4 separate regions of the Sus scrofa genome follow, and all the other regions are linked to region 3. The links are chromatin contacts, called in public Hi-C and promoter capture Hi-C maps. All regions are on one chromosome and are shown on one strand. The core of a region is the stretch at or near the end of the contact, and the rest is flanking DNA. Distances in the headings are between cores, read along the strand shown. Region 1 holds the start of SRSF11 (serine and arginine rich splicing factor 11). Region 2 holds the start of ANKRD13C (ankyrin repeat domain-containing protein 13C). Region 3 holds the start of ZRANB2 (zinc finger RANBP2-type containing 2). Region 4 holds the start of CTH (cystathionine gamma-lyase).

Evidence for each region. Promoter capture Hi-C pulls out the DNA fragments that hold promoters and counts their contacts. Hi-C and Micro-C count contacts between places; a contact is called where the count stands out from the background.
Region 1: a promoter capture Hi-C map of liver shows a contact between it and region 3, with 14 times the contacts expected there. The contact joins the promoter of SRSF11 here to the promoter of ZRANB2 in region 3. A contact is called at or near these places in 2 of 5 promoter capture datasets (fetal liver and liver), 1 of 47 Hi-C or Micro-C datasets (liver) and 2 of 2 datasets of contacts at active chromatin or transcription factors (alveolar macrophages and skeletal muscle).
Region 2: a contact with region 3 is called in a promoter capture Hi-C map of fetal liver, with 2.4 times the contacts expected there. The contact joins the promoter of ANKRD13C here to the promoter of ZRANB2 in region 3. A contact is called at or near these places in 1 of 5 promoter capture datasets (fetal liver), 1 of 47 Hi-C or Micro-C datasets (heart right ventricle) and 1 of 2 datasets of contacts at active chromatin or transcription factors (alveolar macrophages).
Region 4: a contact with region 3 is called in a Hi-C map of skeletal muscle, with 5 times the contacts expected there. The contact joins the promoter of CTH here to the promoter of ZRANB2 in region 3. A contact is called at or near these places in 1 of 47 Hi-C or Micro-C datasets (skeletal muscle) and 1 of 2 datasets of contacts at active chromatin or transcription factors (skeletal muscle).

The regions. Positions count from the first base shown.
Region 1 is chr6:142,665,184-142,671,143 of Sscrofa11.1, reverse strand. SRSF11 (serine and arginine rich splicing factor 11) reads left to right here and starts at 3,037. Exons shown (of 24, transcript NM_001044587.1): 1 at 3,037-3,128. It overlaps LRRC40 (leucine-rich repeat-containing protein 40), which reads right to left and starts at 2,971. Exons shown (of 15, transcript XM_003127928.4): 1 at 2,757-2,971. The coding sequence starts at 2,907.
Region 2 is chr6:142,512,968-142,519,056 of Sscrofa11.1, reverse strand. It overlaps ANKRD13C (ankyrin repeat domain-containing protein 13C), which reads right to left and starts at 2,867. Exons shown (of 13, transcript XM_003127927.5): 1 at 1,860-2,867. The coding sequence starts at 2,304.
Region 3 is chr6:141,922,104-141,928,886 of Sscrofa11.1, reverse strand. It overlaps ZRANB2 (zinc finger RANBP2-type containing 2), which reads right to left and starts at 1,419. Exons shown (of 10, transcript NM_001044582.1): 1 at 1,298-1,419. The coding sequence starts at 1,353. LOC106507647 (a long non-coding RNA gene) reads left to right here and starts at 1,733. Exons shown (of 4, transcript XR_002345146.1): 1 at 1,733-1,900.
Region 4 is chr6:142,482,988-142,489,370 of Sscrofa11.1, reverse strand. It overlaps CTH (cystathionine gamma-lyase), which reads left to right and starts at 3,019. Exons shown (of 12, transcript NM_001044585.1): 1 at 3,019-3,329. The coding sequence starts at 3,162.

The sequences.
Region 1 (5,960 bases), core at 1,788-4,287, 740 kb before region 3:
AGGTGTTAATAATAGGGGAAACTATGAGCTGGGAAGAGAAGATATATGAGAACTCTCTGTACTACCTGTTTAATTTTCTGGAAACCTAAAACAGCTCTAAATTTTTTTCTTAAATTATGGTTGTTTAAGGAAAAGACAATTTTTTGTTGTCATTTTTAAAGTATAGGATTCTGAAAAGAGACAAGAGGCCTTATTGTAAATACTTAGGAGCAAAATTTCAAAAGGCTTTTGAGGAGTTCCCATTGTGGTTTGGTGGAAATGAATCTGACTAGCATCCATGAGGATGCAGGTTTGATCCCTGGCCTCACTCAGTGGGTTAAGGGTCCCGCATTGCTGTGAGCTGTGGTGTAGGTCACAAATGTGGCTTGGATCCAGCATTGCTGTGGCTTAGCACCTACAGCTCCAATTCAACCCCAACCTGGGAACCTCCATGTGCCACAGGTGTGGCCCTAAAAAGACCAAAAAAAAAAAAAAAAAAAAAAAAAGGCTATTGAGGAATTCTCTTGTGCTGTAGTATTGTCACTGCAGCAGCTCAGGTCACTGCTGTGACTCAGGTTCAGTCCCTGACCTGGGAACTTCCACATACTGTGGGCTTGGCCAAAACAAAACAAATAAAAGGCTTTTGAATGTTGTACTAAGAACTTTACACTGAATCTTGTGGGCTGTGGAGTCATTAAATATGAATGACACAATAAGAACTTTGTTTTGGAAAGATAATTCTTGGTCATAACACTGATTTAGAGGGTGAGATTTAAAACAGGAAATCTGGAAAAACCACAAGAGCCAATTTTTACTGTGTATTTTATTTACCAGGCACTTTATATTATCTCATTTAAACCTCAGTAAGTCCTATTATTACACCACATTGTAAATGAGAAAGCACAAGGAGAGAAGCATCTCAAAGTTACATGAGCAAAGATATGGAGATAAGAAAGATGGCCCCACAGTTAATTATGAACTATAAATAATTCACAATTACAGCAGCTTGACTATTAAAGGCTGAGTGACAAGAGATGAAGTTGAAGTCTACAATTAGATAAAGAAAAACCTTTTATATTATGGTAACAAAGATTCCTTTTTGATATATAAGCTACAAAAACCATGTGCCTCTCTTATTTATATCTTTTGTCTCCTATGAAATACTCTACCTTCAACATCATTTCCTAGGATTACAATAATGACCTAAATGGCCTTGATTCCTATCATCATAGAGTTAACAGTCAAAACTTATTTGCTGCCTGAAATGTTAACAGACTAAACCATCTGGGTCCAATCATTAAGTACATCCCGGCACACACATAGTATTTAAGAATATTAGTTTATTTACTTATTCCTTCTAATAAGAACCGACTAAGTACCAAGTATTCTCTGAGTACTAGGGACACAACAATGAACAAAACAAAGCTCCTTGACCACATGGAACTAATAGTGCAGTGGAGGGCAGAGAAGACAATAAGTAAATAATATAAATTCTGATAGTGATAAATACTATTACAAAGCAGGTTAGAGAATACAATGTTAGCAATGTTATTTAGATAGAGTAGTTAGGAAGGGCCTATCTGAGCAGACTCCTGCAGGAAGCAAAGGAGTGAATCCTAGTCAGGTATTAAGTAAAAAGTTCCAGGCTTTGGGAAAATCAAGTGTATCTGCACATCTGTCATTTTAAAATATTTGTGTTCCCAGTGATTAAAACCTTTTCTAGGAGTTCCCTTCGTGGCTCAGCGGTTAAAGAACCTGACTAGTAACCATGAGGAATTGGGTTCAATCCCTGGCCTTGTTCAGTGGGTTAAGGATCCCGCATTACTGTGGCTGTGGCACAGGCCAGCAGCTGTAGATCCATTCGACTGCTAGCCTTGGAACCTCCATATGCCGCGGGTGGGGGCCTAAAAAGCAAAAAACAAAAACAAAAAAAATCCTTTCTAGATAGCAGAGATTTCTGTCATATATCCTTTCATTTACATGGTTAATTCTATACACGGCACAATAAAAAAGTAATCATTAGAAGGAAAGGAAAGGTTTTAATCCCACATAGCCTAAAACCTGAATATACGTAGAGGAAAACATTACAGGAGGAATGCCATATTCTCTTTCCCCCCTTCCCACTCTCTCCCTTACAGAACAGAAAATCAGAAGAGCAGCTGGCTATTATTCATTCATGGTATCCAGATTTGTGCTTATCTTCACTAGATTTTTCAGGATACACCAAATTCACTCTGTATGGCATCTATTTGATCCTCAATTTAGGAAATATGCTCATTACTCCTTGTAGGAGTTGCACACAGAAAAGGGTCTTGACAAGGAACAGTAGCATTCACTCTAAGTTCACAAGTTCATAAATGCTGTATTTTATATAGAGAATTTTAGCGTTGGTAAGTGCCCTAAGCGACTAAATTAAGATAAACAGAGCACCAAAGAAACAAATCATTTGCCTGTCATTTGATTCCTAATTCAGTCGCGTTTATCCCATAAAATGTGAGAATCCCAGAAAGAACCCAGTTTAAATTCTGACCATATTCCCAGCACAATCCCTGCAACAGACATATCTGGAGCGAAAAGCAGGAACCGAACAGGCTATGCGAAAAGCAGGAACCGAACCAGTGGAAATGTGATTAGTGCCGGATTTCGAGGACAGAGATCCTGGCTAAGCGTCTGGGGAAAAGATGGCCAAAGCCAGGCCAGAGAGAGGAAAGGGAGGATACGTGGGGCAAACGACTTTCTGCCAGGCTCCCAAATCGGGTCTTCCATTTGGATCTTACCTTCACTGAGGTTGCGGCCCGACAGGTTTAACTGGCCGCTCTTCCTTGCCGCCTTTAGTAGTCCCTGGGGTACTGAGGCAGCGCAGTCTCTCCTCTCATTTCGGAAACCCGCTCGGGGATCCCGCCCAGCTACTCCCTTCAGCCGCGACATGTTCAAACCCCGAAATCCAGAAGCAAAGCCCCGCCCGTGACGCTTAAAGGTGGCGCCGCTGGGCTGCCCCGCCCCTGCCGGGAGCGCGCGCTCCGTGCGCCGGGCCTTCGCTCTCGGCGGCGCGGTTCTGATGTCGTCATCGCGAGCGCCTGAGGCAGGAGGACAGAGGAGCCCTTCCCGTTGCCGGTGCCGGCCTTGTGTCTTGGAATTACTTTGCTCAAGTAAGTGCGTTTAACGGGCTGAAGAAGGGGTTTGAGTTTATCTTGTGCACTGTTACTGCACCTCCAACCTTCTCTTCTGCGCTCCCGCCTCGGCGAGGGGTCAGGAAAGGATAACCTTCTCTTCTCCCCTCGCCTGGCCGGACGTGGGCCTTGACTAAAACTTGAGACCTGGGCGCGGTCTGTAGTCTCTGGACCCCTGCCTGTGTTTGTCGCTGGTGGTGCTGGCCAAACCTCCTTTCCGCGTAGAAAGTAAAACCAGTTTCTTTTCTTCGGGCCTATACTCTGGCTTCTAGAATTAGTGCACCTTTGCCCGTTGTCGTATGGAGTTTATGGCCAGCATACGAGATAGTTTGAAATGGAAGAGTCGGCAACAGAAAAGGGGAGGGAAAGCTTCATAATGAATGTTCTCTATACCGGGCGGTTTAGGAAGACAAGTGGAAGCTCGAGCTTCAGTGTAGCGAAAAAAGCTTGGACTTCGGAGCACAAGAGAAACGAGTTCGAATCCCAGCTGCTTTTGTAGCTTACACGCTGTATAAAGTTTACTTGACAACTTGTAAAGCTGTCTTTTTTCTTCAATTTAGGGATGATCATGCCTATCTAATTTTTTTAAAAATAATTAGGTGAAGATAAAAATATTGAACTTAAAATATTGAGCATTTTGTGAAGAAAGGGACTCCCTCTAATTCAAAATAGAACATGAAAAATTTTGTTCAAAAGTCCCTTGTCTTGGAAAGTGTCTGAAATGTACAAGTTTAACGAGTCATTCAATAAGTAATTAATAACTAGTCACCTTTAGTATTGTCCAGGGTGCTACACTTTTCTTTCTCCTGAAGTGATTTTGTTTTGAAAACAACAGCAGGAAATAGCCTCCTAAGCCCCTGTCAACTCGACTGGGATCGTTAGGGTTTAAAAGGTAAGACGACAGCCCATTGACAAATTCACACACACAGTTTTGCTTGAGTCCAGGTGTTTGCCAACCATAACATTTCGTGTTTAAACTATCTTCCCCCCCCCCGCTTGATTTTTTTTTTTTTTCCCCTTAATTCTGTGGAGTTCTTTGCATTGAAAGGGAACAGAAAAGTATCAGGAATTACACTACCAAGCAAGCAAAGAGTGCGTTTTAAAGCAAGGACCATAGCAGTTTTTGTAGGGTCACCAGTAAACACCACCGCTACCCTAAGTTTGTCTTTACAGTAATCATTGTAGTTATTGAGCCCTCAGTGTCAGGCTCAGTGCTGACAATACCTTACTATCTGATATTTAGCACAATGACCAGAAGGAATTGCAGCTGCGAGGAATTTAAAAACTTGCCAAAGTTCAAATTTCTACGTGGGTATGACCAGGCATTTGAACCTGGATATCTCTAAAACCTTTCTTATTAATCATTATGATTTGCCTAATTGCTTTTATTTCATCATTTACAACTTGCTTTTGTCCTAGAACCATTTTAAGGGACACTTCAATTATGTTTTAAAAGATACTTATTTATTAGAGAAAACTATTTTTCTCTGTTGCAGGATGTTAACAGCCTACCTTTGGAGGATTAACTGTTGAAGTATAAAATTTTACAGTAGCCACCTCTCCCCCCTACAATAGATTCTTTTTTAGTGCAATGTTCTTGAAAAATTAGAGGCAAGGTGTAGTTTTTGATTTATTGTACTTGAAGTGAAATATTACATTATTGACATTTAATTATTATATTGAAATATTGTTGCATTTTGTATGAGAAACATATCCTGATTAATGGCAGAGTAATTCTGAAAAGTCCAAGTGACTGTACACTTGTGGTAAACTTCAATAGATATAAAATAATGTGTGTAAAATTTTTACTAGAATATATCTATAATACACTGTGTATTGTACCTGTGTAGCAAGTACGGATTGAGCAGTTTCGGTGAAATTATTATTTCATGGACTCAGGAAAATTATGTGTTTTATTTTAAATTGATGGAAGTTGAAAGCTTATCAATTGAGGTTTTTTATGAGAAAGTGTAATTGTATATAGTTATATTCATGGGAATTAGCACTTTGTATCATTTGTATTACTTTGGAAAGAATGCTTAAAACAAAAAATCCAACTTTTTTTCAACATGAGCATGTAAGCTAAAGTATTTGCTTTTATTTATTTATTTATTTGTATTAAAGTATAGTTGGTTTACAGTGTTGTGCCAATTTCTGTTGTACAGCAAAGTGACACATTCATACATATATATATTTATATATAATTTTTTTCTTTTTTTTTTAATATCATTTTCCATCACAGGTCCGTATGTTTTTGAATCAGTACCACTATCCCGGGAGATTAGATATAGTTCCCTGTGCTATACTGTAGGACAGTATTGTCTATCCATTCTAAATGTAGTAGTTTGCATTTGTTAACCTCAAACTCCTAGCCAATCCCACTCCTTCACCCCTCCCTCGGCAACAAGTCTATTCTCCATGTCTTCAAGTCAGTTTCTGTTTTGTAGATAGGTTCATTTGTGCAGTATTTTAGTTTCCACATATAAGTGTTATCATATGGTATTTGTCCTTCTCTTTCTGACTTCACTTAGTATGAGAATCTCTAGTTGCATCCATGCTGCCGTGATGGCATTATTTCATTCTTTTTTATGGCTGAGTAGTATTCCATTGTGTATATGTACCACATCTTCTTAATTCAGTCATCTGTCAATGGACATTTAGGCTGTATCCATGTCTCGTCTATTGTGAATAGTGCTGCAGTGAACATACGGGTGCAGATATCTTTTTGAATTGTAGTTTTGTCCAGATATATGCCCAAGAGGGGATTGTTAGATCATATGGTAGTTCTACATTTAGTTTTCTGAGGAAACT
Region 2 (6,089 bases), core at 1,618-4,117, 590 kb before region 3:
AATTCCATTAATGTTATATTATCTTGAGCAGAGTTGAGTGTGTTCTAACTGAATGTATACAATAGTAATGTTCAGTTAAAAGCAGGACTATCAACAATATTTGCCAATTGCCCAGTTTAAAACTGTCTACCTATTAAAGTTGAAATATCAGTGTTTACATTAGTTTTCATTAATAAATTCACTGTTGCTTAAATGTCAACTCAATCACATTAAGTTTTTTAGAAGAAACAGAAAATTCAGCTAATAAGGAAAAAAGTACTAGTACAAAATAACAAATGACACTATATTTTGTCATGTAGGATATGATAAAGTTACTATGAGAAATCACACTACTATTTTTAGTCACAGGTCGTCAAGATGAAACATTACTGCTAGCAATTATCTGTGTAAAACAAGGGGAAAACTAAAAGCTCTACTTCAACAAAATCCTAGCTACTCAGAAGTCACCTTACTTGCTCTAAATATCAAATACCAACAAATTTGCACTGTGGCTTTCAGAAATCAAAGCATTTTCAGAGTGTAAACACTTTTTATCAAAGTTTCCTAAAAGAAAAAAAAAAAAAAGAAAGAAAGAAAAGAAACAGACTACCTGGTGGCATATAGAAATTACAACCAGTTGCAGTCAGGTTGGGATTTGAACCTGAATAATGAGGGAGGTGGGAATTTACATGCTGAAAATTCAAGCACCCAAGGAGAGAGGAGGGTAGAAAAAGGAAAGATAAAGTTCCCAAAAGAAAGGATGAAGCCCAGGCTGAATGAAAGGCAACCTAAAATTTCTTATAGTCAAGGACCAACACACTGAAGCCATGTCCCAAATATAAATCAATAGCCATCATCAAAAAGTCTACAAACAATAATTCTGGAAAGGCTGTGGAGAAAAAGGAAGCCTCCTACACTGTTGATGGGAATGTAAATTGGTGAAACCATTATGAGGACAGTTATGGAGGGTCCTTAAAAAACTAAATATAGACTGACTGTATGTCCAGCAATCCCACTCGTGGTCATATACACAGAGAAAACTATAATTCAAAAAGATACACACATACCAATGTTCACTGCAGCACAATTTACAATAGCCAAGACATGGACACAACCTAAACATCCATCCACAGAAGAATGTACAAAGATGTGGTACAGATATACAGTGGAATACTATTCAGCCATCAAAAAGAATGAAATAATCCCATTTGCAGCAACATGGATGGACAAAGATTATCGTACCGAGTGAAGTCTGACAGAGAAAGACAAATATCACAGGATTATCACTTATATGTGAAATCTAATAAAAAATGATACAAAAAACTTATTTATAAAACAGAAACAAACTCACAGTTTTCAAAACCAATCTTATGGTTACCAAAGGTGAAACTGTTGGGAGGAGGGAGGAATTGGGTGGGTGGAAATAGCATATACACACTACTGTATAAAACAAATGATTAACAAGAACCTATTGTATAGGAAAGGAAAAGCTACTCAATAGTTTGCAATAACCTATATGGGGAAAATAACAGATATATTTATATGTATAACTGATTCACTTTGCTGTACACCTGAAACTAATACAACATTGTAAGTCAACTATACACCAGTAAATTAAAAAAAAAAAAAAAAAAGATAAACAGTTTCTCACAGTTTGAAGTAGGCAAGAAGAGACATTCCTTTGCACCACAAGAACCAATCCCCGAGACCACTGGCATGTTATTACTGAACCGGTCATGATTTACGGGCATTTGGCTCGGATCATGGGCAAAGGAGAGGAAAGAAGGTTCTGTTGGAGAGAAGCCTACGATTTCAGAACCCTGGGGAGATCCAACCTAGGCTCTGGGAAGGAAAGGTGGAGAGGGGCGAGCACTCCTCACCGTGATTATCTTTCTGCCCGATATTGTGCGTGCGGATGAGAGAGGACAGTCTCCTCACATCCCCCTTGAAGACGCACTCGTGCACCGGGTAGTGTGCGGGGCAACTGCCTCTATCTGCGACAACAGCAATGGAGTTGGTGCCGGCTAAAAGAGCCGGGGACTGGGAGGTGGTAGTCACGGAGGAATTGTGCAGCGGCAGGGCCGGGGCGCTGGGGGGATTGGAGGAGGCCGAAGCTGTCTTCAGTTGTAGTCGGTGGTGATGGTTACTGAAGATCTTATGACAGGCTCTGCTGCCTTTGCCGCCGCCACCTGTGCCAATCCTGCCTCCGGTAAGGGTTCCGCCGAGGGCAGCCGCCGCTTCCTCATCCCCGGGCTCCAGCAAGTCCCCCTCTTCTTTGCTGGGCTTGTGGTCCCTCCGCAGTGAGCGGATCTTCTCCCCAGTCATCGCCGCCGAGGGCAGAGAGGGGATCCAGGAGGCTCACCGCTGGCGACGAAGCTGGCGCTGCGGTGGCACAAGGCGATTAGAGCGGTGGCCAGGAGCCTCCAGCGCAGCATGAACTCCCAGAGCGCCCCCGAGCCCGGGACAAACGCATCTCCCGGAGCAAGAGCCGGCTCTCGCCTAGGCACGAAGGGACGCGCGTTCGCTGGGGGGAGCTAGAGCTCAGGTGCCCACCACGCCAGGATGCCAGTCCCCACCGACGCAGCCGCCGCCACTGCCTCACACCGAAAATCGGGGCACGGCCATCTTCCTCCGGCTTCTCTCGCGAGAACTCCCCCGGGAGGGACGTGGGAGGAAACACCGCGATAAGTGAGCTGCCGGCTCCCTCCCTCGCGCGTTCTATTCCCAGAGTTGCTGAATGCTGGCGCCTTCCGGGCAATGTGTCTCCGTCTCAAACGAGAGTGTGAACTAGAAGACCGAGCCCTAGACCTCCCAGTGGACGCGCTTCTTGTGAACTGTCTGAACCCTTAGTCAGCGTTTGAGATACTCAGTGCACATTGTAAACGACGACTCTAGGCCTCCCGCAAAGGGTTACAGACTGACGCCGAGGCACGCGGGATATGATGTCACTGAAGTTCACAGGACACTCGTGTGGTGAACATTTGCTAAACATTTACTTCATACCATGCATTGAATTAGGAGACTTATAAAACTTCACCTTTGACTCAAGGGGCTCATTAGAGGAGGAAAGATACAGGCAGTCGAGTACAAAATATAACTTAAAATGAAATCGGTATAGTGCTGGGTGGCACCAAAAAAAAAAAAAAAAAAGGCAAATTTTAGTGTTGGAGTGTCCGAAAAAGCACCACCGAACAGTTTAGGGGCTGACCTTGGAAAACAGGCTGTTCAGCAGACTGGGAAAGGGGAGGTCACTTAAATATTTGTTGGGTGAATGAATTGCAGGCAGACGTCAGAGTTAAAGCAATGGGGAGTGGACGCTGAAGGATGGCAAACAATATTTGTGTAACTGGAATATCACTGGACTAGTTCATGGCCAACCTCGACCTAGTGCCAAATTTGAAAGAACGTAAATCTGACCACAACACCTTGACAAAATAACTAAGGCTGTGGGGAACCAAAGGGGAGGGGAGTTAGGAAAGTCCTAAAGACCTTAAACCTGTTTATCTCTCCAAAGTCCCATTTACTCTGACAACTGCTTCTCTCAAATCTCTTCTTTTTTTTTTTTTTTTTTTTTTTTTTTTTTTGCTTTTTAGGACAGCACTCGGAGCATATGGAGGTTCCCAGAGGAGGGGTCAAATCCAAGCTACAGCTGCAGGCCTACACCACAGCCACGCAGGATCTGAGCCACATCTGCGACCTACACCACAACTCACTGCAACCAGATCCTTAAAGCAGTGCGTCCTCACCGACGTTAGTCAGATTTGTTAACCGCTGAGCCAGGGTGGGAACTCCTCAAATCTTTCCTAAACCAACTTTATCAACACTTTCATTACATGGCCAACCCACCTCCCGCCAAAAATAACTCTGTGGGAATTGTCCTCTCTCTTTCCCTGCCACTCAGTTTTCACCTCCCATCTTCTTTCAGATCTATTCAAATCAGAATCATTTTTCCCTTCTTACTTTTCTTTCTTTGGGGTAGGGGGAATGAAGTGTCGAGGGTTGTTCCAATTATGTTCAAGCATTTTGCCGGCAATCTGCACCTCAAGGATCCTTCTACGCAGAAAGCAAGCAAGACTGAACACAAATATACAAAACTATTGTATTCTTCCACAATAGCCAGTATTTATTGTTAACTCTAAACCAGACTGTAGGTTTGGCACTTTATATGCTATTTCCTTATGATAAGTATTATTTTTAATCTTGCTTTGACAGTTGAAAAAATTTGCCCAGTGCATCAAAGTAGGAATGTAGCACCTGTCAAGTCTAACTGCAGGGCTAGAGAAACAGAAAGGGGTCAGGTCATGCAGGATTTTCTATGTCATCTCAAAAGTTCAGACATTATCCTACAAGAAATGGATAGACTTTTAGGGAATATTAAAAAGGGGAATAGAAAAAAAAGAAAAAGTAGGGGAATAGCATGATGCAGTTTGCCTTTTAGAAAAAAGTCACCCACTCATTCATACTTTAGAAAAGTATATATCAAGAATAGACATTGAGCATCTGGAGTTCCCATCTTGGCTCAGTGGTTAACGAATCCGACTAGGAACCATGAGGTTGTGGGTTTGATCCCTGGCCTTGCTCAGTGGGTTAAGGATCTGGCGTTGCCATGAGCTGTGGTGTAGGTTGCAGACGTGGCTCGGATCCAGTGTTGCTGTGGCTGTGGTGTAGGCCAGTGGCTACAGCTCCAATTAGACCCCTAGCCTGGGAACCTCCATATGCCGCAGGTGCGGCCCTAGAAAAGAAAAAAGAAGAATAGATTACATGAGTTCCTGCTATGGTGTGGTTAGTTAAGAATCTGACTGCATCGGCTTTGGTCACTGTCGAGGCACATGTTCAATCTTCGGCCCTGCACAGTGGGTTAAAGGATCTGCTATTGCCACAGCTGTGGCATAGGTCACAGCTGCAGCTCAGTTTCCGTCCCTGGCCCCGAAACTTCCATACGCCACTGGTATGGCCATATAAAAAAGATTAAAAAAAATATATTAAGTGGGCTACTCTAGAGACAAGAAAACTGAGAGACTGCATAAATCAAATAAAAATGTGTGTTAACATATGCATGTAAAAGTTGGATAGAATCTATGTCACACGGGGAATAGCACTTATCTCTGGAAGATAGGATTGCTAATTCACATATTCCTTGCATTGCCTGAAGTACCTTTTACAAAAAGAAAGTATCACTTTTTATCAGAAAAAAAATAAGTAATGTTTAAAAGAAGTATGTAGTAATTCAGGTAGCAAGAGATTATGAATGCATAAACCAAGTTAGTAAGAGTGAGGCTGGGAGTTCCCTTATGGCACAGCAGGTTAAGAATCCAGCATTGTCACTGCTGTAGCTCTGGTTGCTGCTGTGGTGTGGCTTTCATCCCTGACCTGGCAACAAGTTGTGGGTGAGGCCAAAAGAAAAAAATGAGGCTGGAGAAAGTTTGAGTGTAAAAAAACTAGTTCAATTTTGGCATATTGAATTGAAGGCTTTTGTTGTCCACCCATAGAACATATATACATGCAAATGTATATATTATATATGTACATATAATATATATATATTGCTTTTTATGGCTACACCTATGTCATATAGAAGTTCCCAGAAGGAGTTAAATGGGAGCTGCAGCTGGCGGCCACAGCCAAAGCAACACCAGATATGAGCTACATCTGCCACCTGTACCACAGCTCATGGCAATGTCGGATCCTTAACCCACTGAATGAGGCCAAGGATCAAACCTGCATCCTCACAGATACTAGTCATGTTCGCTACGACTGTGCCACAACAAGAACTCCTGGACGGCATATATTTTTGACATTTGGAACCGAACCTTAGGAAACAGAAATCTGGGCTAAAATTCAGGAGTTATCATTACATAGTAATTGATGCCACAGAAGTAATAGAACCCCCCAAGAAAGATTGTGTGGAGTGAGAGGTTAACATCCAGTCTATAACAAAACCTTGAAAACACATGCGCACACACATATAACACACATACATAAACACACATTGGAGTTCCCTTCATGGCGCAGCAGAAATGAATCCAAATAGGAACCATGAAGTTACAGGTTCGAACCTTGTCCTTGCTCAGTAGGTTAAGGATCTGGCATTGCCATGAACTGTGGTGTAG
Region 3 (6,783 bases), core at 170-2,669:
TAACGACACTGTCAAAAGCACATTTCTACAAGTGACCAACAAGTCAGCTGTTGTTTGTTCTATCTGAATCTGTTATAGACTTGAGACCCTGCAAGTCACCCTAATTTTTATGCAATTGAGAACTATCAATTTATCATGTACAAAAATATGTATTTTAACTATTTAAAACGTCAATAGAAAACAAATGCTGGGTAAATATGGACTTTTTCTCCTCTGACATTTGATTCTAAAACTACTATCTGTAACTATTGATTAATCAGTATTTGATACATTTCATCGATCTCCACACACAATCTAGGCTGTATCATGTATTCTTTGTAAGGGAGCTATTCCACACTAGGTTTTAAATTTAACCTACTTAGCGTACATGGTCTATAAGTAATAGGACTAGAATTAAACTCAGGTTTATGTGCTTCAAAGTTTTTACTCTTTACTACCATGAACTCCATATGCTATCCGTGGCTAGTTTAGGGACAAGAAGTCAAAGGTTTTTATTGGAACATGAGTTGTGGATTCAATTTTTTGGACAATTACCTTCCACAATAATTTCCATAAATCTCTAATATGTATATACCTATTTCAGCACCCGTCAATAAAATCTAATAGCAGTATAATAGCGCACACTGGCTTCAGGAGAGCCACGAAAAACACGTGTTTCTCCGAAGCAGGCATTCTCCCGGACTGAGCAGGCAAAAACAGAGGCCTCAGGTGTTTCGGTTCTAACTAGTCGAAAGGTTCTTCTTGTGGGGAAATTAAAGGTCAACAAAGAAAAAATTGGAATTTCCCCCAACCAAAGGAGGACAGTGTTGGGCAGAGAAGGGAGAATATAAACAGTACAGACACAAAGTTTTGCTAAAGAAACAAAACAAACAACAACAAAATGAGTTCAAGGAAACAACGCTTTCCGCGATCTAGAGTCAAGTTCTGCAGGGAAAAGTCACGTGAGCGAGATCTGATACCGAGGTGGCCACAACCGGGGAGATTTCCTTATTGCTGAAACCTGGCCGGAGGCGGGGGTGGGGTGTGGGGCAAAGGGAGGGCTGTCTCGCCCTCCAAAACGATGGGCTGTCTTGGAGAGATATACTCGAGGAAACGCTGGAGACATAGTCAAAACAAAGGCTCCCGAAAGACCTCATCGTGAGGAGACTAAGATCCTCCTTCCCGCCCGGAGTCGGCAGTTCGCCACCTCCACCCGGTTTGAGGCACCAGAGATCGTAGATACGTAAAATGCCCAAACGACCTGAGAAAGCCTCCATCTACCAACCTCACTCCAATTCGGGACCCTTCATGAACTCACTTTTTGTCAGGGCAAATCCAGTCACCGTCACTGACTCGGAAATTCTTGGTCGACATCTTGAACGCCGCCACCACAGCCACCCGCAGCTACGTCTTCACTGGAGGAAGGGGCCGGGGACTTTTGGCACTCCGGGGCTGTCTCCGCGTCGCCGGACTCCGGCCCACCACTGCGACAGGGTTTGATAGTGAGATCACTTAGCCAGAATTGAGTTTGAACGTTATTGTCCAGATAAAGATGCCTGTGCGAGTTTTTCCTGGCCGAAAGAGTTGCAATACAACTGTATTCTCTAGAGCTAAACTAACAGGCGCTACGGGGACAGCCCAGGCGGGAGGGCTTCGTGGCACTACAGGCCTCGGAGAGCCCCCTACAGGCTGGAGGACCCAAAAGGAAAGTACTTCCGCTCAGATGGGCGGGGGAGCTAGGGGGCGGGGCGGAAGTGACGGTGAGCCTTTTGAAGCTCGAAAAGGCGGGTATCTCCGTCCACGCTAAGTTTGTGAAGTGTAGTGGGCCCTTCAAGTTTTGGGAAAAGTTTTAATAAAGGTCTGAGGGCGCTGTGCTTTCACCATGCACGTGGAATGTCGTTTAGACACCTACTGTTTTGGAGTAAGTAAGTAGGTGTAACAAAACCAGTATTATGGAACCGACCAGTGATTTTAGAACTAGGTTAATTGACAGTGTTGTTAAAATTACCTGTGGCTTTTTCCAATCTAGCCGCTGGCTTTCCTCCAGAGGTAACACTTTCCTGTATTTGGAATTTATTCCTTTGCTTTTTAAAAGTTTAGTATAAGTATGTGTTTAATTTGATAAACTATTGAGCTTTACAAGGATAGTTTATTGTTTATGTAATCATCTGCAACTTTTTTTCGCTCAACAATAGGCATTTAAATCATCCCAAATTGTTGCATATATTTGTTTGTAGCTCTCGTAACTTAATTTTACTGTTATGTACTGGGGATGTTAACTGTGTTTGACAGTTTATCCTTTGTATTTCCCAGCTTTTGTCATTAATTCGGCTACAAAAATGCAAGTTTTTTTTTTTTTTAAGAGTATACCATATATCTAGAAAGAACGATTTCAACCACTTTCTAATTATAATTGCTTTAAAGTTTTGGCGATTGTAATTCTTGGTTATCTAGGAGTTTGAAGTTGTTGATTTTTTTTTCCTTGAGAACTGGTCATATTTTTCCAGTTCTTTGTATACTGAGTAATTGTGATTTTTATCCAAGACGATTTGAATACTATGTTGCATAGACTCTGGAGAATGTAGATTTTTTTGTTTTGTTTTGTTTTAGGAGGTCATCATCAATCCAATTTGGTTCACATCTCAAGTTGAGTCTCACCTGAGGGTGCTGGTTCCCTATCAGTTCAGTTTTCAAAGGCTTTACTGTGCTGCATTGAGTCTTTTCTATACACACAACACTCAGGATTTATTTTGGAACTGGGTAATAATTTAAATTGTAGTTCAGTTCCATATCTCTTGCTACACAGCTTTTTGTCTAGCCTGCAGATGCTCAGTTCAGGTGTGAGCACAGAACTTATGCGGATTCATATGTAAAATTAGGGAGTTCCCTTCCCCAGCTCTCCTCTTTTTGATATTCCTCTTGTACACTCTGTTTTGCAGGGTGTCCTTTTCCTAGTAGAAATATGCGACTTGGAGTTTTAGCTTTGTGCCATAGCTACAGCAGCTGACCGTGACCCACACTGGAACAAAGAGGTAGGAAAAAAGAGGAAAAAACAAAACAGAAGTCTTCCTCCAAACTTTTCAGACCATAGAGGCACCCTTTCCCAGTTTCCCTGCCTGGAAAGACAGGGATTCTCTTGGTGGTGTAGCTATCCAAACCTGGGCCCTGACTGTCAGGTCAAAGCCTGGAGGGCAAAAAGGAGAAAAAAAGCAAAATATTACCCACAGACTTTAGTTCACAGAAGCTCCTTTTCTCCCTTCATCTGGCTAGAAATAGGGGGTTTTCATTTTTGCTCTCTGTTCTGCCACCACATTTTCATTAGGTGCCAGGCCTTCGGTCAAAAACACACAGGGCATTTTGCTTAGTTTTTATTCTCTTCCCTGTCTTCCTGTTTTTGTTTACTTTTTGGTCCTCAGGCATTTGCTTTTTGTATTTTATCCTGACCTTTTAGTTGTGATTAGTGGGAAAGATAGGCAGAAGTGGTCTTACTTCATTTTGGCTGGCACTGCAAGTCACGAAATACAAGTTACCACTATGCATCCATCAGAATGATCAAGATGAAAAATCAGGCGATTGTTGGAGAGACTGTCAAGCAGCTAGAATTCTTATACACTGCTAGTGGAGTGTCAAATGATTCCATGCTTTGGAAAATGTTTGTTAGGCTCTATTAAATCTGAACATATGCATACCCTATGACCCTAAAAGTCCACTGCTAAGTATATTCCCAACAGAAATGCATGTATGTTTGCTAAAGGTGTATGTAGTAATGTTCATTGCTGCACTATTCATAATAGCCCCAAACCAGAAGTTCCCAATTGCTTATGAATGGTGCCTGGGTAAATTAACTGTGATACGTTCACACAGTGGCATTCTATGTAAGACAGTGACAATAAACAAATCATAACCACAATGAAAATTATAGCTATCACTTGAAAACACAATACTGAATTGAAAAAGCCAAATACAAATTGGTACACACATGTTATATGATTCTGTTTATATGAAGTTCAAAAGCAAGCCAAACTAGGGCATGGGGGATGGGGGGGATAGTGACTGGAAGGGAACATAAGCCTTTTGGAAACCTGGTGATATTTTTCATGATCTGGGTTCTGGTTACACAGGTATCTTCATTTTATAAAAATTCATTGAAATGGGTACTTGTCTGGGCATTTAAAAAAAAATTTTAACGTGTGAATGAACACTTCAATTTTCCCATCTCACCATATCTTACCTATCCTCACTCAGTAGAGCCTTGTTAAATAGCACACCAACTTTAGGGGCAAAGGGAATGATAACAGACCCCTCTGTGACTGACCTGAGTATGAGTGGTATGTGGATACCTTTTGGCCCTCATGGTGATTGAGGTTTCTTTTAGTTGTGATGTTGAATCTGCCATAATTCTTATTAAGTTGTATTACAAAGCTGAGGGTTCTACAGTTAACTGAGGGTTTGAGGTGGCAGTGATCCTACTTCTGAGGATTACCTACATTTCTAGACTCAAAGAGAATTTTCTTAAAATACAGATAAATCAAGCACATTTTGTTCTTGTATGTTCAGACATATGCCTGAAAAAATATCTGCTATTGAGGAGTTCCCGGTGTGGCTCAGTGGTAATGAATCTGACTAGTATCCATGAGGAAGTGGGTTCACATACCAGGCTTTGCTCAGTGGGTTAAGGATCTGGCGTTGCCATGAGCTGTGGTGTGGGTCGCAGATGTGGCTCGGATCCTATGTTGCTGTGGTTATGGCATAGGCTGACAGGTTTGGATCGCATTCGACCTCTAGCCTGGGAACTTTCACATGCCACACCTGCAGCCCTAAAAGGCAAAAAAAGACCAAAAAATCTGCTATTTCCAAACAACGAAAAGTAACTTTTTATAAAGTTCCAAATCTTAAATTCAGTGCATGATTCATGATCAAAATATATTCAAATAATTTTTTTTTAGTTGACCAGAATTTTTTTAAAAGAAAAAATTTATAGAGACTGCCTTTAGGTCCTAATCACATGGGCCTTTTGCAACATGGAGCTTACTTCTCCAAAGCCTGCAGGAGAATTTCTCTACACTCTATTCCTGTTGCTGCTACTGCTGTACCGTTACTATTACTTACCATCACCACCACTGCAACTGTCATCTTATATACATAATGTAATGATGAGAGAAACAGTTCCATCACCTTTGCATTGTAGTATAACCTAATGAAAGGAGTGACATCCCATTACATTAACAGGTCCTGCCCACAGGCAAAGGGAGGTAATACAGGGCATGTAAACCAGGGGGTAGTGATCCTGGAGCCATCTTAAAAACTCTGCCTACCACAGCTTTTGGATAGACAAATGTTCCAACAGATGGTCACTACAGTTGTCACTGTCTCAGGGCATTGAAACATCCTTAAACTGACTGTCCACCTTTTCTCTTTCATTTTATGTATGTATGTATGTATGTATGTATGTATGTATGTATGCCTTTTAGGGCCACACCTGCAGCATATGGAGGTTCCCAGGCTAGGGGTCAAATCAGAGCTGCAGCTGCTGGCCTACACTACAGCCACAGCAATGCAGGATTTGAGCGCGTCTGAAACCTATACCGCAGCTCATAGCAACACTGGATCCTTTAACCCACTGCATGATGCCAAGGATCCAATCCACATCTTCATGGATACTGACCAGGTTCATAACAAACTGAGCCACAACGGGAACTCTATCTTTCACATTTTTAAAAGAATCAATAGAGTTTATAATAGTGCTTGGGATGTGTGTGAATATCTATAGACCTGCAAATCTCACATACGCCAAATATATATCTCTAAGAAGTTTTTGTCAAACAGATTTTTTTTTACAATTTAAAATAAATGTGCTGAAAGAAATGTCGAGAAGTTGTTAAGCATTGTTTACCTAGTACGCTTTACGATTTGACATTCCTGGAAATTCAGTGGATTAAAAGATGTGATTATACATATATATATTCTTCATATATATCCTGCAACTTAAATTAGTCTTTTTGTTCTGGGCAAACCACTAATAGGAAATTATTGCCAGCTGGTGTTTCAGAGTCCTTTATAAATTAATTATAGTATTTACTAGTTGTGTGGGAGTGGAAAAGTCTAATTAGGTCAAGGTGGCTGGCCCTGCTGGAGGCTGAAAGGCAAAGCAAGTATAAGGTGTCCATTACAAATTTAATGCAGTACTTTCTAGACTACATGCTTTTTAAAAAAAGTGGATAATACTGAGATTATGCCCAAATTTATGGGAAAAATCATATAATCTGAAAACAAATTTATTAAAATCTGCCATCAACCTGTGACAAAGATAAGATATTTTAGCTGACATAGGACTTCAGAGGTGTTTCATGCCACAGGAATAATGGGATGCTTGATGCTAACACATATACATTCATTCACTTACTCGCTGTATAGGACAGGGTGAGGTATTGTAACTACAAAGAGGATGATAGATATCACAGCCTCTTTAAGGAGCGCACAGAGTGCTGGTGAATAGAGACGTTTAAAGAGCAGTGTCCTAAGTGTCGTATAGGCATAATTAGAGGATATTATGGACAATCCCAGGTGGATCAACTCTCACAGTTCATGGGTGAAAAAGGGAACTGCATCAGTTTTATTTCATTATAAGTAACAGAAACCAAAAGTGGTTAAACGCCCCTTTCAGGGTTAGGACAGGAGTGAGGCAAAAAAGCCACATGGTACATGACGCTTAAGGCCCTCTCTCTCAGGCGCTGGCTGAGCCTGGACGTGTCACTTGAGGGTACCTCCTTAAATTTTGTTCACTTGGTATCTGACTCACCCTAG
Region 4 (6,383 bases), core at 1,770-4,269, 560 kb before region 3:
TGATCCAAACCACAGCACTGACAACACTGGATCCTTAACCACTGAGCCACCAGGGAAATCCTTAACTGCTCTTTTAAAATCGGTATTGGTGGAGTTCCTGCTGTGGCACAATGGGATTGACAGCCACTTGGGAGCGCTGGGACACAGGTTCTATCCCTGGCCTCAGCATTGTTGCACCTGTGGCTTAGGTCACAACTGTGGCTTGGACCAGATACCTGGTCTGGGAACTCCATATTCTGCAGGGCAGCCTAAAAGAAAAAAAAAAAAATCAGGATTGCTGGTATTATTTTTATTATTAAAAGTTAGCAAAGCAATGTCTTAAATAAAACTACTTAAAATTGGCACCACACAAAAAAAGTTAACATATACCTATGGTATAAAACTTGAACACAAAAGCAAATAAAATGTAAAGAAAGTTATCCTTCTACTGCAGAGTTATGGTTTTTACAACTAGAATGAATTTTATACACATTAAATCATATATGTCTGTCTAAAAATAATGTGATATGGAGTCCCCTGGTGGCCTACTGGTTAAGCATTTGGCGTTGTCATTGCTTTGGCTTCTCTGCTTACTCTACCCATCACAGAATTGTACCAAAAACAGACTAACTACGCATTTCCCCCTTATCTTGCTATTAAAAATAGCCAAATTTGGTATAAAGAGCATCTTTAGTTGTCTTCACACACACATAAGAATATATTTGGAGAATAAATTCCTACAAGTTGCTAAGTCATAGGAGTCTATGATGCATAATACTAGTAACATTTTCTCAATTTATGAGAGTGAAAAAGCCTTGATTTAGAGCATTTATATTGGTGTCATTTCTAAAGAATCTCTTTTCATGGTAATGCTAAAAAAAATCCATATGTACCCAATTCAGTGCTTGTTAACAAATATTAGGAGGTAAACTAATTAGGACTGTTTTAGGCCCTCCTGGTCCCTAAGCATCATATCTCATAAAAGCATACCATGTAAAACTGTATATAACTCTTTTTTTTTTTTTTGTCTTTTTTGTCTTTTTTTTTGTTGTTGTTGTTGTTGCTATTTCTTGGGCCGCGGCTCCCGCGGCATATGGAGGTTCCCAGGCTAGGGGTTGAATCGGAGCTGTAGCCACCAGCCTACGCCAGAGTCACAGCAACGCGGGATCCAAGCCGAGTCTGCAACCTACACCACAGCTCACGGCAACGCCGGATCGTTAACCCACTGAGCAAGGGCAGGGACCGAACCTGCAACCTCATGGTTCCTAGTCGGATTCGTTAACCACTGCGCCACGACGGGAACTCCTTTTTTTTTTTTTTTTTTTTGTCTTTTTTGTCTTTTTTTGTTGTTGTTGTTGTTGCTATTTCTTGTAAACTGTATATAACTCTTGAGATGAGTTGCAGTTGATCTATTTTTAACAGAAAAATATTAATTAAATATACCTTAATATCTATCAGTGTTTTGGAGTCCATCCATTTTTTCCCCCAGGGCTAAACATTTTGTAAGGTCTCTAAAATCTTGCAGATCCTTAGGCACTGCTCGCTATGTCCTGGTAGTTAATTTGAAAAGCAAATTGCCCCAGTCCTTTCAGCAAAAATTTAAGAGCTCTATATTCTCTTCTTTCTTAATCAGCTTAATAAAGGTTCAGATATTTAGCTAATACTTTGCAGGAACAGAAGTATTCCTAAATTCCCTAGTCCTAAAAAATAATCACAATAGTAAATAGGTCAAGTCTGTATTGTTTAGGGAACAAAGAGATTTTTGTTGTTTGTATTAAAGTGATGCTTGTGAGAGTAGGGTTCTGGTTGCAGGTGAGTATATTGTGATATAAGATTGCTTCTTTTTTTCCTGTAAGAATGTTCACAACGAAGGCACTTTGTGTAGGATTTGAGGCTCCAGTAAGTTTTTCAAAGCCATGCTTTGAAATATATATATATATATATATTTTGTCTTTTTGTTGTTGTTGTTGTTGTTGTCATTGTTGCTATTTCTTGGGCCGCTCCCGCGGCATATGGAGGTTCCCAGGCTAGGGGTCCAATCAGAGCTGTAGCAACCGGCCTACGCCAGAGCCACAGCAACGCGGGATCCGAGCCGCGTCTGCAACCTACACCACAGCTCACGGCAACGCCAGATCGTTAACCCACTGAGCAAGGGCAGGGATCGAACCCGCAACCTCATGGTTCCTAGTCGGATTCGTTAACCACTGCGCCACGACGGGAACTCCCTGAAAAAAAAAAAAAAAAAAAAAAAATATATATATATATATATATATATATATATATATATTTTTTTTTCCATCAGGGAGAGTTTCTCTGGGTGCTTCAAAAGAAGATAATGATGGTGGAAAAAAGCTCAAGTTTGAATAGCTCTTAGGAAGCAGACAGCTTGCTTAGAGATCTTCACTACAGTAGCTTAACTACTATTTAAGAAAAATATGACCCTCACTCTTGTTTCAGTCAACTGCAAGTACTGGGTCGTTATAAGTTCAGCGTTCCTTCAAAGGCAGGCTGCCCCTGTTAGTGAGAATCCAGGCTGCGCATTTGGCACTTTGGACCCTCGTTTTCGTTAACCAATCTCCACTGGGTCGCATGTTTCCGTCATAGCCACCCTCAGGACAAAGGGTATTGGTGATGGAGGGGAGGGGTCGGGCAACAGGAAGAGAAGGTTATTTGTGTGGTCTGTACAGGTTACTCAATTTCAATGTCTTGACAGTTTTTCTCCTCATCTCCGGCAAACCTCCGTTCTGAGGTCACACAGACGCCCGGGTGGCTCACAGGGGCCAGCCAGGCAGTTTCCTCAAGGGCCAGGACTAAGGAAATTCACCCGCAGTGACCATCACCAAAAGAACACGGACTCGGACTTCACTCCGCAGCCTGTACGAGAAAGGGCGTTGGAGGTGACCCTCCAGGCAACGCCTCCGCTGCCGGCCAATGAGGAGCTGGGACCGCCTCGGGGCCTGTGCTCATTGGGTAGCGTTGGTTCCGCCCAGAGGTGAAATCTGCCCGCTAATAAAGTCTCGGATCAGAGTTGCAGAGTCCAGCTTTTGTGCGCTCGCCGCCGCTCGCCCGGCATACTTTTACCTCTCTTTCTCCTGATTTTTCTGTGTCTTTTCAAGTGCTGACGCAATTTCTTAGTTATGTCTTCCTCGTCCTTTAACTCTGTCCTTCCTTCGAAGCTCAACATGCAGGAAAAAGACGTCTCTTCACACGGTTTCCTTCCTAGGTTCCAACATTTCGCCACGCAGGCCATCCATGCCGGCCAGGAGCCGGAGCAGTGGGCCTCCAAAGCTGTAGTGCCCCCCATCTCACTGTCCACCACGTTCAAACAAGAGGCTCCTGGACAGCACTCGGTGAGCTGGGTGTGTTTGGGGCGGTGCAGTGTTGGGCGATTAAAAAGGAGATGGCTTATAAATTTAAAAGGTACACAAGTAATTTGTAAAACGTAATTTGTGCATATCAGGAAGGATGTTTACTACCCTCTAGCAAAGCTTTGTATTGGATGGTTCAGTGATATTTCTTTTGATAAGCAGGACTGGAAGGAACAATTTGTCCAACTTGCCATGTAGATTTGGACTGATATTCACGTACTTTTTTGGCAAAGTTGCTGTTCAAAACTGTCAACTTCCTTGAGTTATCCTTAGTGACAAAAATTATGAAGTTATAATAAGGACTAAGCCAAAAGAAAATTAAGAGCCTTATAACTCACCTGGAATCAAGATCATTCCCTAAAGCTATTAATTCTCAATATTGTTCCAATAGTTATTAATAGTTATTGAGTACTTGCTGTGTGCCATATACATACTTACATGTATTATATCGTGTGTTACATATATTGCCTCAAGTAATCCTTAACAGCAGTTCTAGTATGAGCTGAGTTCTCATTTATCTCATGAAAAACCTCAGATTTAGGGATGTTTGTATCCATTTAAAGTGGTAGAACTGGGATTCCAAGACTGCTCTAGAAGCCCACCCATTCTTGGGTATTAGGCTACGCTGTGCTATACTACAATAATGCTAGCAATAATCTAACCCATTGCATCAGTGTGACTTAGTGATTAAGAGCATAAACCATGTAGTCAGAGGACCTAGTTTTGAATTCTGACACCACCTCTTCTGAGCTGGGTGATCTAGAGCAAGTTACTTATCTAAGCTTCAGGTTGATCCTGTATAAATGCGTTAATAATAGTTCCCACCACATAAATTGTTGATATGTATACTAAGCTGTATGGTACATTTTAATTGCTCAATAGTTTGGTATTTCACAGTCTGGTATTTCATATGTACACTTTACACTTTTCCCATTTGATCCTCACAACAATGAGGTCAGAGGGCAAGACAGGTAACATCCTTTTTATAGAAAAGAAACCTACCCAGAGTCATAGATGAGAGAGCCTCTGTGTTAATCAATGAGCGTTTTTCTTTTTTGGTAGCGCACTTGATGGATCTTGGAGTATTTAAAATTTGCTGAGGTTTGAAAGAAATTACAGTTGACCATTGAACAACAGGGATTTACACTGTGCAGGTTCATTTATACATGGATTTTTTTCAATAGTAAATATTGTAGGAGTTCCCGTCATGGCACAGTGGTTAACGAATCTGGCTAGGAACCAAGAGGTTGCGGGTTTGGTCCCTGCCCTTGCTCAGTGGGTTAACGATCCGGCGTTGCCGTGAGCTGTGGTGTAGGTTGCAGACATGGCTCAGATCCCATGTTGCTGTGGCTCTGGTGTAGGCCGGTGGCTATAGCTCTGATTAGACCCCTAGCCTGGGAACCTCCATATGCTGCGGGAGCAGCCCTAGAAAAGGCAAAAAGACAAAAAGACTAAAAAAAAAAAAAAAAAAAAAAAGTAAGTATTGTAATGGGAGTTCCCGTCTTGGCACAGCGGAAACAAATACGACTAGGAACCATGAGGTTGCGGGTTTGATCCCTGGCCTCGCTCAGTGGGTTAAGGATCTGGTGTTATGTGATCTGTGGTGTAGGCTGGCAGCAACAGCTCCGATTAGACCCCTAGCCTGGGAACCTCCATATGCTGCAGGTGCGGCCCTAAAAAAAAAGACAAAAGACAAAAAAAAAATTTTTGTAGTGCTGCACACACCCAAGTTTGGTTAAATCTGGGGATGCAGAACCACGGATACTGAGGGACCTCAGATATGGAGGGTCCCTTATAAATAGTACATGGATTTTTCACTATCAGAGAGTTGTGGTTGACACACCTAACCCCTGAGTCAAGTGTCAACCATAACTGAATGAAATTTGTAGATCCAAAACCTTGATTATACTTCAAACACCTCTTTAGTGTGTTATAAATTCAGGAAAATTCTTTTAGGTGTAGCCTTTTGTTTTGTGAGTTCTTTTTTTTTTTCCTTTTCTAGGGCCGCTCCCGCGGCATATGGAGGTTCCCAGGCTAGGGGTCTAATCAGAGCTGTAGCCACTGGCCTATGCCAGAGCCACAGCCACGCCAGATCCGAGCCATGTCTGTGACCTACACCACAGCTCATGGCAATGCTGGATCCTTAACCCACCGAGCAAGGCCAGGGGTCGAACCTGCAACCTCATGGTTCCTAGTCGGATTCATTAACCACTGAGCCACGACGGGAACTCCTGTGAGTTCTAAGGGCATTTCTACAACTGGTTTAGGATTCTTCTAGCTGCTGTACTTTGTAATCAAAATGTGTACACAGCCTGTCTTCCAAGCACACAGTTTCTTCCTGATGTAGGGCTTTGTGAATGTGCAGCTGTTCAAGCTTCAGCATTTTGTGCAGAAGTTAATAATTTAGCTATGATATTAACAGCTGATTGTTTTCAGAGAGCCAACGGAGTGGTAAAAATCCACAGACTCCTTTTGATGCTTTTAAAAAATCAGTTAAGAGCACTAAAGAGAATTTTTTTTTTTTGTCTTTTGTCTTTTTTTTTTAGGGCTGCACCCATGGCATGTGGAAGTTCCCAGTCTAGAGGTCGAACTGGAGCTGCAGCTGCTGGCCTATGTCAGAGCCACAGAAACTCGAGTCATGTTTGCAATCTACACCACAGCTCACAGCAATGCTGGATCCCTAACCCACTGAGCAGGGCCAGGAATCGAACCTGCATCCTCCTGGATACTAGCTGGGTTCGTTAACTGCTGAGCCACCACGGGAATGCCAAAAAGCATCATCATTTCAATGGAATTTCCCACTTCTGTTTGGAAAGCCATCGAATGAGTGAGAGTGTAGGAATTTGCCACTGAAATATGCTTCCTATCCCCACAAAAAGTTAAATCTCTGCAGTGAATATTTATGGAGACATGGGCCACTTTCCATGGCAGTTTAACCACCTGAGTCCAGTTTTTTCTGTCTGGGGTATAGCTGCAGGTCAATCAACGAGGAGATATGGGGTGTGATGAGGATATCCTGGAGTCCTATAAAATATG